Regions from separate parts of the Mus musculus genome. Here regions 1, 2, 3 and 4 are each linked to region 5. Evidence: chromatin contacts called from public Hi-C, HiCAR-type, capture Hi-C and promoter capture Hi-C data. All regions are on one chromosome and are shown on one strand. The core of a region is the stretch at or near the end of the contact, and the rest is flanking DNA. Distances in the headings are between cores, read along the strand shown. Region 1 holds the start of Rab4a (RAB4A, member RAS oncogene family). Region 2 holds the start of Nup133 (nucleoporin 133). Region 3 holds the start of Urb2 (URB2 ribosome biogenesis 2 homolog (S. cerevisiae)). Region 4 holds the start of 4732419C18Rik (RIKEN cDNA 4732419C18 gene). Region 5 holds the start of Agt (angiotensinogen (serpin peptidase inhibitor, clade A, member 8)).

Evidence for each region. Promoter capture Hi-C pulls out the DNA fragments that hold promoters and counts their contacts. A called contact is a pair of places that touch in the nucleus more often than the background predicts. HiCAR-type assays count read pairs that join an accessible place to other places. Capture Hi-C pulls out chosen DNA fragments and counts their contacts.
Region 1: a contact with region 5 is called in a HiCAR-type map of astrocytes, with 3 times the contacts expected there. The contact joins the promoter of Rab4a here to the promoter of Agt in region 5. A contact is called at or near these places in 3 of 39 promoter capture datasets (liver and pre-B cells), 1 of 484 Hi-C or Micro-C datasets (liver), 2 of 115 datasets of contacts at active chromatin or transcription factors (astrocytes and embryonic forebrain) and 1 of 9 other capture datasets (liver).
Region 2: a promoter capture Hi-C map of liver shows a contact between it and region 5, with 5 times the contacts expected there. The contact joins the promoter of Nup133 here to the promoter of Agt in region 5. A contact is called at or near these places in 4 of 39 promoter capture datasets (the 3T3-L1 cell line, frontonasal cranial neural crest, liver and 1 more) and 1 of 115 datasets of contacts at active chromatin or transcription factors (bone marrow-derived macrophages).
Region 3: a contact with region 5 is called in a capture Hi-C map of macrophages, with 3 times the contacts expected there. The contact joins the promoter of Urb2 here to the promoter of Agt in region 5. A contact is called at or near these places in 7 of 39 promoter capture datasets (the 3T3-L1 cell line, HPC-7-derived erythroid cells, hippocampal neurons and 2 more), 4 of 115 datasets of contacts at active chromatin or transcription factors (astrocytes, craniofacial prominence, embryonic stem cells and 1 more) and 2 of 9 other capture datasets (macrophages and pancreatic islet).
Region 4: a Hi-C map of liver shows a contact between it and region 5, with 2.6 times the contacts expected there. The contact joins the promoter of 4732419C18Rik here to the promoter of Agt in region 5. A contact is called at or near these places in 3 of 39 promoter capture datasets (liver, pre-B cells and stem cell-derived epiblast-like cells) and 1 of 484 Hi-C or Micro-C datasets (liver).

Annotation. Positions count from the first base shown.
Region 1 is chr8:123,804,517-123,807,456 of GRCm38.p6, reverse strand. Rab4a (RAB4A, member RAS oncogene family) reads right to left here and starts at 1,461. Exons shown (of 8, transcript NM_009003.3): 1 at 1,291-1,461. The coding sequence starts at 1,321.
Region 2 is chr8:123,947,981-123,951,043 of GRCm38.p6, reverse strand. Nup133 (nucleoporin 133) reads left to right here and starts at 1,779. Exons shown (of 26, transcript NM_172288.2): 1 at 1,779-2,046. The coding sequence starts at 1,868.
Region 3 is chr8:124,020,041-124,022,829 of GRCm38.p6, reverse strand. It overlaps Urb2 (URB2 ribosome biogenesis 2 homolog (S. cerevisiae)), which reads right to left and starts at 1,333. Exons shown (of 10, transcript NM_001368414.1): 1 at 1,304-1,333. Taf5l (TATA-box binding protein associated factor 5 like) reads left to right here and starts at 1,433. Exons shown (of 5, transcript NM_133966.3): 1 at 1,433-1,641. It overlaps Mir1967 (microRNA 1967), which reads right to left and starts at 189; the gene lies at 108-189.
Region 4 is chr8:123,752,698-123,755,815 of GRCm38.p6, reverse strand. 4732419C18Rik (RIKEN cDNA 4732419C18 gene) reads left to right here and starts at 1,588. Exons shown (of 3, transcript NR_166622.1): 1 at 1,588-1,758.
Region 5 is chr8:124,568,079-124,571,207 of GRCm38.p6, reverse strand. It overlaps Agt (angiotensinogen (serpin peptidase inhibitor, clade A, member 8)), which reads left to right and starts at 1,502. Exons shown (of 5, transcript NM_007428.4): 1 at 1,502-1,532.

The DNA of each region.
Region 1 (2,940 bases), core at 212-2,711, 760 kb after region 5:
TCTAACCCATCTAGGTCAGCTCTTTCTCACACAGCCATGCTGAATCCTTCAGAACCTGCTGCCTGGTTTTTAATTGTTTATCCATTAAGGTCACAGCTGAATTTAAAAATCCACTCCTCGTTGGACCGCAAACTCTTGGGGAAGTTTCCATGGCACTCGTACACCGAGTAGAGCCTTCCAGGCCAGACCCTGGCCCCACCCTGTGGCAGGAAGGAAGCAGGGGCACAAACTGCAGATAACCTGACAGATCGTCATGCTTTTCCGTGCGAGTCCCTCCTTCGGACGACGAGCACAGACCACGTCAAAGTTTCAAGTCTCGTGAGGGACTGGCAGGCACAGGCCAACCATACATAGTAGTGGTTGTTTATTCTTGCCTCGACTGGGGGAGGGGGAGCACCCAGCACGTGCATTGAGAATGGCTGGGTGCTGCAGGAGAAAAAAAGATGAAAAAATCATGTCTCCATATCCAAGGCCTGTGGTCATCAGAGGACCATATATTTGTATTTATAAAGGTAATATAATGCAACCATATCTGGAGGGGAGGACGGGAGGAGAGAGGGAGGGAGGGAAAATACACGAGGCCAGGGGTCTACAGAAAAGAGACAGCATTCATCCACTTAAAACTCATTATAATCTCAATGCAAAGAAAGGAATTCCAACACCCCCACCCCACCCTCCCGAGGCCCACAACCCTGCCCCTAGAGACACAAAACGCAGGCGTGGCCCTGAGCCTTCATCCCTGCGGTTGGTGCTGCAGGGAGGAGGACAAGAATCGACGACAAATTGGCTCCTGCAACCCTGAGAGATTTAAACAATCCAAGGAGGAAAATGTAGAGTGAAACCAGGGTCAAAGCGGGAGGGAACTTGGTAGAATCACAGCAGGGGGCACCTGCTGGCCAGAGAGTCCAGACCAGCGCCTGATACCCCTAGAGCCTCAAGATTCCAGCCTAGCCTGAAACACCCAGACATTCTCAAGTTCCAGCTCGACCTTGACACCCCAAGAATATCAGGATCCCTCCCAGCCGCTGACACTTTAGGATTCTCAGTGTCTCCACCTGGCTCCTAACACCCAGATTCTCAGGATCCCAGCTGCTGACATTACTAGGATCCCAAGCCAACCCTAAACCACCCAAGACTCTAAATATCTCTGCCTGGTTCCTGACACCGCGAGGTTTGCAGGATATCTCGATATTCTAGACACCGGCTCTGGAGACCCTGACCCCGGCCCCCAACATTCCGGGACCCCAAGGCCTGCCCCTCTAAACACGTACGCAAACCCGCGCGTCTTACCGTAAGTCTCGGACATGGCGGTCTGCGCCATTCTGCCGCCACAGCTCCGCGGGGTCCGTCCTCCAGTCTCCGCAGAGCGAGAGGAACCGAGCGTGGAGAGCCGGGAACGGGCCCACGGCGAGCCGGCCACCGGCTGCGGCCCAGCGGGACTCGGCTCCGCGTCTGCGCACCGCCGCCCGGCGAAGGAGCCCGGCGGAGCAGGGGGAGGGGCGGGGTCGCAGGAGGAAGGAGGAGCGGGGCTGGGGAAGGGGAGGAGGGAGGGCAAGAGAAATGGTTGGAGGCTCCTAGTTGGAGGAGGAGGTGAAGGCAAAGGAGGATGAAGGAGGGGACCAGGAAGGAGGGAGGGCGGGACTAGGGAGGGGGCGCCTGCGCCCGTAGATCCTCCCAGATGGCTTAGCAGTACAGACTCAGCCTTTCTTAAGAGTGACCTGCCAGGCTAGGGTGGACAGGAGGCCGCCCGAGGGCTTGTTTTGACAGAAAGGGGGTTCACTAGCAGAAAGCCACGCAGGTGTGTTTGGTCACCAGAACTCTCCTGCTCACCACGTTAGTGGGCAGAGCAGTGCTGCTTGGCTCTTACTGCAGGCTAATTTCGAAGGTGTGTTCGGTTAATGAAGCAATACAGGTCAGAACCTACCCCTTCCTCCGAGGAAAAGGGTTGGGACATTTATTGAAAGGCAAATTGGGGTCGGGAGTTTGACCCACCTGAGCAAACCGGGGCCTAAGTAAGATCCTGCCTTCTTCACAGCAGCAGATGCCTGGGCTGTGGGAAGCCTACCGTGTACCTTTAACCTCCGCTGTCAGGCTCTACCACGGGTCAGACATTCTCTCCTGCCTCCGTGCTGCCTGTCCTAATATTTCATTATTGTGCTTTATGACAGAAAATTAAGGAGATGTGGGAAGGGAAAGAAGCCCCCGCCCCCATCCCGTAATCTTGTTGAAGTCTCTTGCTGGCACAGCATGCAAAGTTTGCTGTTGAGATTGTCTACCATCGTGTCGCTTGCCTATAATCCCAGCATTCAGGAGGCATAGGCAGGGTTGTTTCAAGTTGAAGGCCTATCTGGGCTACACAGCAAGGAGGGAAAACAAAGATGATAGAGACACAACTCAAAAAAATATATAAGTAAATATATTTTAAAATAACAGGAGTGACTGCCTGAATAATTCATTTGATATAGAGATATTTCATATACGAATGTGAAAATAGCCCAGCAGTGGTAGTGCAAGTCTTTGATCCCAGCACTGGGGAGGCAGAGGCAGGTGGACCTCTGTGAGTTCGAGGCTAGCCTGATCTAGCCTGTCTCCAAAAAAAAAAAACAAAAGGAAAAAAAAAAAAGAAAGAATGTTAAAATAGGAAGGAACTGCGCTGAAGGCCTGAGAGTGTGCGACCTTTGAGCTCAGCTTTCTTTCCCAGATGCAAATCTGTAATGTTCTGAGTCACCCACAAACACGATTACATTCAAAGCACATGCATGGTAGCACGGGCCTTTAACTCCAGATCTCAGAAGGCAAGAGACAAGCAGAGCTGAGTTCGAGGCCAGTCTGGACTGCATTCTGAGTTCTAGGCAAGCCAAGATTGCATTGTGAGACCCTGTCTCATACACAAACTAACAAACAAAAAGGAAGAAATATGTCTTAGTCTTTTGTGACTTA
Region 2 (3,063 bases), core at 530-3,029, 620 kb after region 5:
CTCTGTGTAGCCCTGGCTGTTCTGGAACTCACTTTGTAGACTAGGCTGGCCTCAAAGTCAGAGGTCCACCTGCCTCATAATGAGCAATTCTAGACAATCTGAAGCAGCCCTACATCCCACACCCGGGATTAAAGTGAAGACATATTCTTATAACATTTCTGTGTTTAAAGAAACCAAAATTCAGCCGGGCGAGGTGGCGCACGCCTTTAATCCCAGCACTCGGGAGGCAGAGGCAGGCGGATTTCTGAGTTTGAGGCCAGCCTGGTCTACAAAGTGAGTTCCAGGACAGCCAGGGCTACACAGAGAAACCCTGTCTCGGAAAACCAAACCAAACCAAAACAAAAAAGAAACCGAAATTCTCCTACACTGCACTTTGCAAGAATTAAAGGCTCCATTACGCATGCGCACGTTTCTCCTGGACTGTGGACTGGAAAGCTGCTTTCTCTCATCCTTAGGGCAGAGATGACTCCTCCCTTCCATGTTCTCTCTCCCCCTACCCCCTCCCACTGTATTTACTTCTGATATGCCTAACAACCTTGTGTCCATAATGGTCTCTCAGGTAATTGGGTTTGTTTGTTGGCATTTGAGACAGTGTCTCATGTAGCCCAGGGTGGCTTTGAACAACTTCTGGTCCTACAGAGATTATAGGTGTGTGCAGCCACACCTGGCTCAAGTAGCTACTTCTAAATGCTTTTCTTTTTTTTTCCGAGTTCAATTCCCAGCACCCATGCTAGGTGGCGCACAACCCCCCTGTAACTAACTTCAGAGTCCAATGCCCTCCTTCTGGCTTTCTGAGCTCTTAAAAGATCAAAACTGCCCCAAGGAACTCGATGCCTCTATCAGCAGGAAGTAGTCTACGGATATCGAAGCCCCCTTTTCCTCTAGCCTTCTTTCTCCTACCTAGTGTTGGGGGGTTGAGAGGGAGACAAGTGGTAGAAATAGGAACCCATAAAGTGGTCAAAAGTCTGGCTACAATGTTGTCTAAGTGGGACACAATGAAAAAACCGAAAAGGAAAGGCCACCCGAAGTAACAAGGGACCTCACAAGTTCAGCAAGGGTCCCTGGGCAGTTATCAGCCCTGAATATTTACAAACTCTAGTACAGCCTCGGGCTAATCTCAGTTCACTGTTTAGTAATGTGGGGAGCAGAATGGAAAAGACACCCCCATACACACACTACGGTCTTCCGAAACAGCCGCAGAGGACTAACAGAACTGTGTGCACGCCTGCTATCGGCTTCTACTAGGGTCTGGAACTTCAGGGGCAGCGATGAGAGTGAACATGCCCGGGGACTGGGGGCACTGTCATTTCCGAATCTCCGGCAGTAGGACAGACCCATCAAAATGCAAGCTGTGCCTGGAAAGCAAAAAGCTGCAACCCGCTGCAGAGCCCAGACAATCGAACGAAGAACAAGCCTGAACCGATCTGAATTAGGTTGGGAAAAACTGTGAGCACACCACCGCCGCCCAGAGCGCGACTTCCTCAGCTCCGCCCACGGGCGCCTCCTTCCCCAGCCCACGCTCGCCGCGGAGGGTCAGCTCCAGCCGGAGACCGGCGCTTCTGGCAAGCTCTCGGTCCGGAGCACTGGATCCACCGCGGTGAATCGGGTCGCAGGACTCCAAATCGCCTGCCCCGCCCCTCCCCGGTACTGGATGTGACGTCAACAAAGCGCTCCCAGTTCCGACCTTGCCCCGAGTCTCGGCGCCGATCTTTGACGTCATTGCCATGCGCCTTCCCCTCCCTACTCGCTGAGCGCCCCCTTACGTCATCTCTAGGCGCCTTCCCGCCCCTCAGGTGTTCAAGCTCCGGGCGCGCGAGGTTCTCGCTATTAGCCCGCGAGTGCCGCTTCCTCCACGCTCTCTGCAAACATGTTTCCGAGCGTCTCCTCTCCGCGAACCCCAGGGCCGGGGACCCGACGCGGTCCGCTAGTCGGGATCGGGCCCACGTCCACGCCTAGAGCGAGCAGGAGGGGTCTGTCTCTGGGATCTGCGGTTAACTCGCCCGTGCTGTTCTCGCCCGCAGGCCGGCGCAGCTCGGTGAGCTCACGGTAAGTGGGGGTTCGGGGACCAGCGGGGTCCGCTCCACAGCGGGGAGGTGGAGCCTGGCAGTGGGGTAAGCTGCCGCAGAGTTCGAAAGTACTTCTGGTCATTCTCGCGTTTTATTGTCGCTGCTTAATGGTGGCCCTCGTTTTGCCCGTTCTCTGTTTAACTCTTTATTGGACCCATGGATTCACTCTGTCTCCGCGCTACAGAAAAGAATGAAAGAACCTTTTGAGCACTACGCTTGCAAGGTAGGAACATACTTCAGATTATTGTAAAGATTAAAAAGTCATTTCTTTATTATGTTGACACAGGTCAGTGTCGGGCTGCTGTTTGTTTAAAGTTGTGGTTTGACTCTGTGGCGTTTGACACGAGTAACATTTGGTCTGGTGTAGTCTTTTTGTGATATAGTGTAGGAATGCAGCCTGGAACTCAGTCCTGTCCACTTTGGGACAGCCCATGCTACGTACCCTAGGCTGACTTTGCTCAATCCACTTTTAAGATTCTTCTATTTCAAGCATGCAGTAGCTTGTCTGGCTACCATCATTTTGTTTAACACTTCCAGCTTTAAGTCAGGATCTCAGCATCTCAGGATTCAGTACACCTATCTGAGTCATGGTAAGAGCCTACAAACCTGGCAAAAATGTTTTCTCAGTGCCTAGCAAATGCTTATTACTACATACTGATTGGCAGTTAAAGGACTTGGGCCACAAAATGTGATGGTTGTGACTAGGTTACATAAAAGCACTTTGTGTGTGTGTGTGTGTGTGTGTGTGTGTGTGAGAGAGAGAGAGAGAGAGCGTGCTTCACTAAAGATGCTGGTGTGCTGCCAAGTCCACATGTATAGTAGAATTGTTACCCTCCTCAATGTAATTAACACGAAAATTCAGAATTGGGTTACCTTTTTCTAGAAGAATTTCTTCTGTTCATCTTTCAAAAGTGAATTTCTGGGATGGAAAGATGGCTCTGGGGATAAGAGCACTTGCTTTTCGATATCTATCTATCTATCATACAATCATATATAT
Region 3 (2,789 bases), core at 84-2,583, 550 kb after region 5:
TTAGGTGATGTGGCTGAGGAAACGGCTCAGCAGTAAAGAACACTTGTGACTCCTGTAGAGAGCCCGAGTCCAGTTCCTAGCACCCACAACGATCTGTAAGTCAATTTCCAGGGAATTCTGCATCTTCTCCCCAGGATCCTCATGAATGTCAGACAAAAGGAGCAAAGAGAGAAAGAAACAGAATTCAGGCATTAATTTCAATAAAAATGCTCTTACTTCTACTGTAACAGTAACTCGTCACACACAGCTACAGTAGACAAAAACCATATACAATCTTTAAAATCCCAAGTAACAAAGGAAAGGATACATTAACAACCTACACTTGCTATGAAACCCAGCTAAACCTTTTGAGTTTTTAAAAGTCATAAAGTTTGTTTCCATTATGGTAAACAACTTAGCTTAAACCCTGACAGAACATTCACCACGCTGCTGTGTTGAGGCAAGAGACTGTGCACTTTGGAAAGCTTACTACAGGCCTTCAGAACTGAGAGGCCTCCCTTCCTGTCCTCGCCCTCTGACTACCTCGGGAAGGGTTTAGGGCAGGGTTTTTCCACCTGCGGGTCACACGCCCACAAGATTGCAAACCAGGTATTTATTCACATTATGCTTCCAACAGTAGGAAAATTGCAATTATAATATAGCAACAAAATAACTTCATGGCGGGGGGGGGGGGGGCGTGTCACCACAACATGAACAAAGGGTTGCAGGATTAGGAAGGTTGAGAATCAATGTTCTAGGGGGCTGGAAAGATGACTCCGTGGTTAGGATTACTTACTGCTGTTCCAGAGAACCCAGGTTCGAGTCCCAATATCCCACATCTTGGCTCACAACCACCACTCCAGTTCTAGAGGAACGCCCCTCTTTTATCCTCTGCGGGTGTACATAAAACACCCATACAAATAAAAAGTTTGGTTTTGGTGGTGGTGGTGGTGGTGGTGGTGGTGGTGGTGGTGGTGGTGGAGGAGGAGGAGGAGGAGGAGGTGGTGGTTCTAGTTTATCATGATACCTTCAAATCCTACTACCTGGATCGGGGCTCCCTCGAGTCCGAGCTCCGTGTAGGAGATCGGGGTGCTCTCTAACGTGGGTCTCCCTCAGATCAAGGTTCTCTCAAGTGGAGCTCCTTCAGTTCGGGGTAAAGCAGTTCAGAACCTCAAGCAGGGTTCCATAGCGGGAACTCCCTCGGGCAGAGGCTCCTCCGATCCCGGCTCTCCAGCCGGTTCCCTCCTGTTAGGACTGGTGTCCGCATCCGCCAAACTGGCGCCTCGGCGCAGAGGAAACCCAAACTCTCCAACCGTCCGCTCACCTGGGACCTCCACGGCGGCGAGCCACATGTGAGGGAGGCGCTTCCGGCAGACGTTGACGCCAACGGCTCGGGGCGGGGAGGGGCGTCACGCAGACATCGCTAGAGGAGCGCCGAGCGCGCCCTGGCCGCGGCGGCGTCGCGCGTCCGCGGCCTAGCCCGGCGTGCCCGCTCCGTCAGGCGGTCATGGGGCGGCCACCGAGAACCGCGAGCGCGGGAGGACGTAGGGCGCGGGGACCCGGCTAGCCGGTCGTCGTACGGAGTCCTACGGCGGGCAACCGATACGGAAGCAGCCGGTGCCGGGGCGGCGGCGGGGCAGCGGGAGCCGCCTGGGATGTTCAGTGAGTGCGGGCGGGGCGCGGGACAGGGCGGGGGGGGGGAGGGGACGCGGGGGAGGGGCCTCGGGCGGGAGAGCGCGCGCGCGCGCGCCCGCCCCTGCGCAGTCCCGGCCCTGCTCGCGCGCGCGCGGGTCCGAGCGACCCCGCACGTGGCGGCCCCGGCTGCACGCGCCCGGAGACCCCGCGGCCCCGCCGGGCGCCCTCGCGCGGAGCCAACTGCGAGCTCACGAGGGCGCTCGGCGGAAGTGGGCAGCGGACGGAGGGCTCGCGGCTGCCGCGGGGAGACGCGGCCCCGCGGACCTCGCAGGCGCTGTGGCTCCGGCGTCGAGAGGTGAGTTTTCCCCTTCGCCGGGACCGGCAGGTGGAGGATAGCCTCGGGGCTCTGCCGGGAGTCCCGTCCAGTCCGACCCGCCCTATTAGAAAGTGAAGTAGGAAGGGAGTCTGCCTTTCTCCAGGTTACAGACTTTTTGGCTGTAACCTGGGGCTGAGTGTCACGGATGGAGTTGGTGACCGCAGAGACTTAGAGTTGCAAGCCGTGTAGCAGGCGAGCTTGCTGCCTCGGTTTCTTCTCCTGTAAAATGGGAGGGTAATTTAAGCCCAGACTCTGCTGGTAGTGGTGGCGCACTCCGTAATCCCCACACTCTGTAGGCTGAGGCAGAAAGATTGCTGCGAATTGTTGGCCATCCTGGTGTACGAAGTGAGTTCTGCACCAGTCTAAACCACAGAGTGAGACTTGGTCTAAATACACGTGCATACACACACACATACACATATGAGAGCCTTGTTTTATGAACTATAAAGCGAATATTAAATCAGAAAACCCAAAATGTCAGTTTGTGCCTTCAGTATTTGCCATCAGTAATAAATAAATTTGGTTCGTGTGTTTTGGGACAGTCTTCCAACTGTGAGATTTGTGTGTACTTCTGTCACTGAAGAGAGGCAAAAACCTCTTCTGACTACTTAGTAACTGGTTATTCTTTTTGTTACTCTGTCACAATCTATGAACAACATCTGGGGACAAAAGAAGGGGCTTTGCTTCTTTTCTGACTTGTTTTAGCTTGACCTTGTGTGACGCCAGCGCTGCTCATTGAACACTACTTGAAGTCACGGTTCCAGCCTTCCACGTAGCCAATCAGCATGTTAGCTGATTA
Region 4 (3,118 bases), core at 339-2,838, 820 kb after region 5:
GAAAAGGGGAGCTTCCAGCTCCTTCCCCGAGTCTTTTTTTCCTTAGTGTTTTGTGTCCAGGTAGCTACCCACTTCAGACAGCTACTTTATCTACTTTTACCCCATTTATTTATTTTATGTATGTGAGTACATTGAATTTTAGGGCCTTTGCTCCCTCTCGTCGGGCCCCCACTCGCTCAAAGCCAGATTTATTTATTATTATAATGTACACTGTAGCTGACTTCAGACACACCAGAAGAGGGCGTCAGATCTCATTGTGGATGGTTGTGAGCCACCATGTGGTTGCCGGGATTTGAACTCAGGACCTTAGGAAGAACAGTCAGTGCTCTTAACCGCTGAGCTATCTCGCCAGCCCAACATGCCAGTTTGGATAAACATACCAAGGGGTTCATTCCAGGGTTCCTGTGGGAAAGGCTCTGAAACTTTGATCCGTGTCTCAGAACAAAAGGAGTCATGCAGAAGGTAAAGAGCTGCAGCAAGATCTATGGCAGAGGGCTGTCTCAAATGCTCATGGCCCTCCTGTGGCTAGACTCCATCGGGGAGCAAAGAGCAACCAGAACCTGTCCTTCAACCTCAGGAGCCACCACCTGCTGCTTCTTACAGTCCTCTTGGAGTGTAGATTATCTTTCTCAGCCCCCTCAGCCCACAAAGAACAGACCTACAGTAGGGGAGCACCTGACCTCTGAGTCACACACAGACTTAGAAAGACTCGGCTGGTTTCCCTGCCCCACTTTGTCTTTGGGGCTGGTGGAGGAGACCTGGGCCCCGGTCATGGTGATTCATTTTGAGCTCCTTACCGGGCAGAGTGGCTCTCACAGTGACACAGGCTACAGGGTTGGCTTGGGATGGGCTGCAGTAGAAGGCCCTGCAGCATCTCTTCCTCGTCCCGTGGTGACTTACTCTACTAAAATCTTCTCTGAGGGCAGGGCCCGACCTAATTGTAAGTTGTCATGGAAGCATGTCAAGAGGAAGAGGAACAATGATCTGGTCCAGGCAGATGTGATGCTGAGGGAGTCACTGACATCACAGCCAAGGACCCCAGAGGGCTGAAAGCCTCGGGCACACTCAGCTGTGTCTCACTCCGTGGGAAACATTCCGCCCAGAGAAGAGGGTGTGGCCTCAGGTCCCCAGAAGCCCTTACCTGTCTGTCAACAGCGTCTCATCATCATATCCTCTGTGGGGTGTTTCTCATTCATTCATTCATTCATTCATTCATTCATTCATTCATTCTTCAGCAAATGATTGCTGAGAGCCTACCGTGTGGTGGCTGTTTTGCTCCGAGAGTAGACACACCGTCTGTGGTGGATTTGTATTGACGGACACTGTGGTAAACTGAGGCTGCACAGGAAGCCAGGTGAGGAATCCTTTTCGGGAGCTGACGCATACACTGGTCTGCACTTGATACAGATCTACACAAGAGATGGCGCGAGCAAAACGCCTTGGGGAGGTGAGAGTCTCGGTGAGGTTGGAGGACTGACCCGGAAGCTGTGTGTCAAGAGGGTGAAGGGCAGAGGGCGGCTACACAGGCCTGAGCTGCGGCTCGGTCTTTAACCACAGTGTGAAATCACTGGTGGATTAGGAACAGGAGAGAGGCTGATTTGCATATTAAAAAGATTGCCCAGCTGCTGGGTGAAGACTGCCTTTTAAAGGCGCAAAAAATAGAAATAGGAAGACCAGCTAGGGAGGGAGCGGCTCAGCAACGCAGACAGGAAATAATCACTGTTATTATCTGCAGTCCTCCAGAGGAGCTCACAGCAGGTAGGAACGCCGCGTGCTCGTTTGCGGAGTGAATTTTCGGAGTGAAAGGTACAAAAGCCTTTTCTGCCGTTCTGTCTTTGAAACTTCAGAGCAGCGCTGGGATGGATTAGGGTCGTGTTCTTGGGCTAAAATGAGTCTCCAAGGCACTGGTCCTAGGTAAGGTAAGGCTCTGTTGGGAGCTGAGAGCTTGCTTTTACTCTAGGCCTCCTGACCTATCTGGGCTCTGTCCATTCCTGGAACCCCCCTAGGCAAAGTTTCCCAGGCCAGAAGGAAAGAGTGCAGTGACAGAACTAGGTAGTCAAGGCCCAGAGTCCTGCTGACCAGAGCCTAGGTGCTAAGTTCTCCTGGTGCTATGCCTGTGTATGGAGAACACAGTATGATGTGGTCTGGCTTCCAAGAGCCTAAAATCTAACCAGAAACAAATGGGAGCCTCAATAAATAATTTAAGAACGTCTTGAAAATTAAAAGGCACACACACAAATAACTCTAGGAGGAAGCCAGGGTTTTTCCTCGGGACAAATGGGCCTGAATACTATTTTGAAGGCTGTGTTTTCACTTGGACCTTGATGGTCCCTGGGGCAGTTGCTGGCCTGCTAACAAGGTCACCCATATCATTTGATCCACGCTATACTGAAGCAGTCCTTACCCGCTGCCCGGCAAAGTCCTTCCATACTTAGTGTCTAATACAATGGCTGCTTTGTTGACCCCATGAGTTCTGTGCCTCAGGAATTTGGAAGGTCGGGAGTGGGGATGGCTGGGCTCTGACTCAGCATCAGCATGTGAAGCCTCAGTTTTGAATGCCACTGGCTAGGTGCCAGGACCCGAGACCCTCTGACAACTACATGCCAGGCGATCAGGCTGGGGAGATGCCAAGGCTGAGCTGAACCAGCTGCTCTTCAGTGTGTTTCTGTGGGGTCTCTCCATGGCCTGGGGTCGCCTCACAGCATCGGAGCTCCAGGAAGTTTTGCCTCAACCACATGAATCAGAGCTACTGAGACAGCAGAAGCCACTTGGCTTTTAGGTCCCACCTGAAGGCATCTCTACCTGTCGCTGCTGCAGCACAGCATAGCACAGTACACACTGGTGTGTGTGCACCCACATCAGGTGGCTTCCAGGGCCCTGCCACACACTGGAAGGAACGTCAGTGTTCACAGTCTAGTGAAAACCATGGGAAGGTTTAATGAAACCAGGAAATAAAACCTATGTTGGATGAGATGGCTCAGCGGTTAAGAGCACTGACTGCTCTTCCGAAGGTCCTGAGTTCGAATCCCAGCAACCACATGGTGGCTCACAATCATCCGTAATGAGATCTGACGCCCTCTTCTGGTGTGTCTGAAGACAGCTACAGTGTACTTGCATA
Region 5 (3,129 bases), core at 253-2,752:
GCCTGGCCCAAGAGCCCTGTTGTCTGACTTGCCGCTGCAGGGGTACTTGCTCCAGGTGGAGTAACTGAGCCTGTTCTCCGTGTGGACTGGGATGGACTGATGACCAGCCAGTAAAGACTGCCACAGAGGAGGCTTGTGCTCAGACAGCCTTAGTAGCAAGGGTTAACCACGCTCAGTAGCCTTCATCTACTGGACATCTCACAGAGGACAAAAAAGATGTTCAGTGAGCTGAAGAATCCAGTCTTCTGGTCTCAGAGCCCGAGAGGAAAGATCTTTCTATCACTATATTCATGAGCTCTACTCTTGTGTCCTCAGCACAGGGCTCCCTGCTGAACCCCAAAGCTACTAAGGCATCCACACACTCCTCGGGGAAATCTGTGCACCACTGGCCTTTCCTAAGCTCTTACTCCCTGCATACCCCTTGGGCTGCTGGCATCCTCTTCCTTAATCCCGAGTGCAGACCGTCACTCTACAGCCCTGCCTCCTACAGCTGGTCTCCCACTGAGATCTCTGGTAGTTATTTTATGTCTGTGCCCAGAGAAGGTTGCTCTTCAGAGCCCATCTCAAACACCATCAAGTCCTGCATGGTGCATCTGTCTTCTAAGCCAGCGACTGCTCTGCCCACTCTCTCTTTCCACCTCTACTCTCCCATGCCACTTTTAGGTGAAGGCAGGTTGTGCCTGTGTCCACATGGCCAAGAGATTGCTTGAAGTTGTGGATGCGATGCAAGCTAGTCGCCACCCATGGTAGCCTGCAGGTGGGACTGTCTGCCAGGCCTACTCCTGCTGTCTTCTCAGATCCCACCCTTCCCTGGTGTCCACCAGTCTCATCCCTTAAACTTTCACAACCATTCTCCACCCTCAAGGGAGGCGCTCCAAAACCTCCAACCTCCAAAACTGCTGCTTTCCGTCCATGAGCCCAGAACATTTTGTTTCAATATGGCTCTACCACAGTCAGAATTTCCCAGCCTAATCAGGTGTGCTAGAAGTTCCGGAAGGCGCTTCCTACTGGTGATGTGTGTCCTCAGCCCACTGGAAGCCCCTGTACAGAACAGGCAACTAACGTAACTACAAATGTCCAAGGTCGTCCACCCTGAGAGCAGCTGGTGACGTGAGGTTCAGCTCCTGCAAGTGAGCCCCCTTCCTGGCATGCCCAGAGAGGCTTACGAGTGCATCACGAGGGGGCTTTCATCCCAAGGTCTGCATGGCTGGCTTCAGGTTGTCACAACCCACTCAATCCTGTGACTGTGGTCCTGGCTCCAGGGAACTGGGGTAAATGTGTAACCCAAGGCCAGCCTATTTTTGCATGAGGCTCATCTGCCAGTAGGGCTTCCTGGAAGGGGCCCAGAGGAACATCACCCTGGCCCTGATCCATCTTGGTCAAGCCTGGATTCTCATGGTTCCCTGATCTGGGTCCTCCCCCAGCCTCTGTACAGAGTAGCCCAGGAATAGATCCATCTCCACCCCTTGAGTATAAATAAGCCTGCTTGGCTCACCAGGGGATAGCTGTGCTTGTCTAGGTTGGCGCTGAAGGTAAGCAGAGCACTCTTGTCTTGGTTCTTTCATGGGATCTGGCCAGGCAGGAGCTGAGCTGTGGGTGGGAAGAGGAGGCCGGGACTGGGCAGAGACACTGGGAAGGGCTGGATGGCATTTTTTCTGGAGTGAGAAGTCTGTGGTAGCAGGCGCTTCAGGAGATGTGAGCACTGACTGCTTCTCCTATTCCGAAAGGCTAGATGTCCAGGTAAACTGTCCCCTGTGGGTCACCAAACTGGGCTCACTGGGAACTGATGGTCTTTCATTAGGGGATGGCCAGGTCCTTTTGCCTCCTGTGAGTCCAGATGGGTCCTCAAAAGCAGAGAGACTCTCACAGGGTCAGCACTAGGGTGGCCAAGTCCCCTGGACCTCCTCCAGCCTGAAGGGAGAACAAGGCTTCATTGTTCAGACTGCAAGAAGCAGGAAGGGACAAGTCACGTGACATCTCTATCCAGGCTCAATGCTGTGGTCTGTGTCTTGTGGCTCCTCACCATGTCCTGTAGGGCCTCAACTTACCCCTCTGTGAACAGGCTTCATCACAGTTCTGAGGTTCTCTAGGGCTGGGGATAAGTTAGGAGCATCCAGTAACATGGAAGTACTTTGAAAAGTTAGCTCCTTCTTTATTCTTAGTGTGGTGTGTGTGTGTGTGCCGTGTTGTGTATGTGCATATTATTTATTTATTTACTTCTGGTTTCTGAGACAGGGTTTCTCTGTTGTAGTCTTTGCTGTCCTAGAACTCACTCTGTAAAGCGTGCAGGCCTCAGATTCAGAGATATGTCTGCCCCTTTTTTTTTTTTTTTTTTTGGAAGACAGGGTCTTACTGTGTAGCTCTGGTTGTCCTAGAACTCACTAAATTCTGTCTGCCTCAACCTCTTGATTGTATCACCATACCCAGCCCAAGGTATATATGTATTTATGTGAATGTGACATATGTGTGTATGACGTGTGTATTTATGTACATATGTATGTATGTATGTATGTATGTATGTATGTATGTATGTATGTATGTGTATATATGAAGTGTAGGGGAGGAGCATGGAGACATAGGAGCCATGAACACAGATAGAGACTAGAGGAGGATACCAGGTGTCCTGCCAGCTACTGTCCTCCTTAGTCCCTTGAGACAGGGTCCCTTCCTGAAGCTGGGGCTAGACTGGCAGCCAGGAAGCCCTGGAGATCATCCTGTCTCCTCGCTCCACCTCTCTGGAGTTAGGGGAGTATGTGGTTGTGACTGGTCTTTCACAAGGGGTCAGGGGACGAGAACCCGGATTTTCATATTTATGCAACAACGTGTTCTTGCGTGCTGAACCTGCCCTAGGCTCCTCAGTTCCTTATTTCTTTTAAGAGGCAATATGTGTCATGTCTAGATGCCACTCATGGATTCAAGTGTTAGGGCTGAGTCCCAGCTGTGTGACCTGGTGCAGGTCACAAGACTTGTCTGTTCCTGTACAAATGGCACTGATGATTCTACAGCTATCCCTGGATGACCTTAGGAAGGTGGGCTAACCTGTGGCACTCAGGTACCTGTGGGAGGCAGACCAGTGGGGCACATAGTAAATACATCGATACAGGATATAGGGTGCTTCTGGTGGCTATG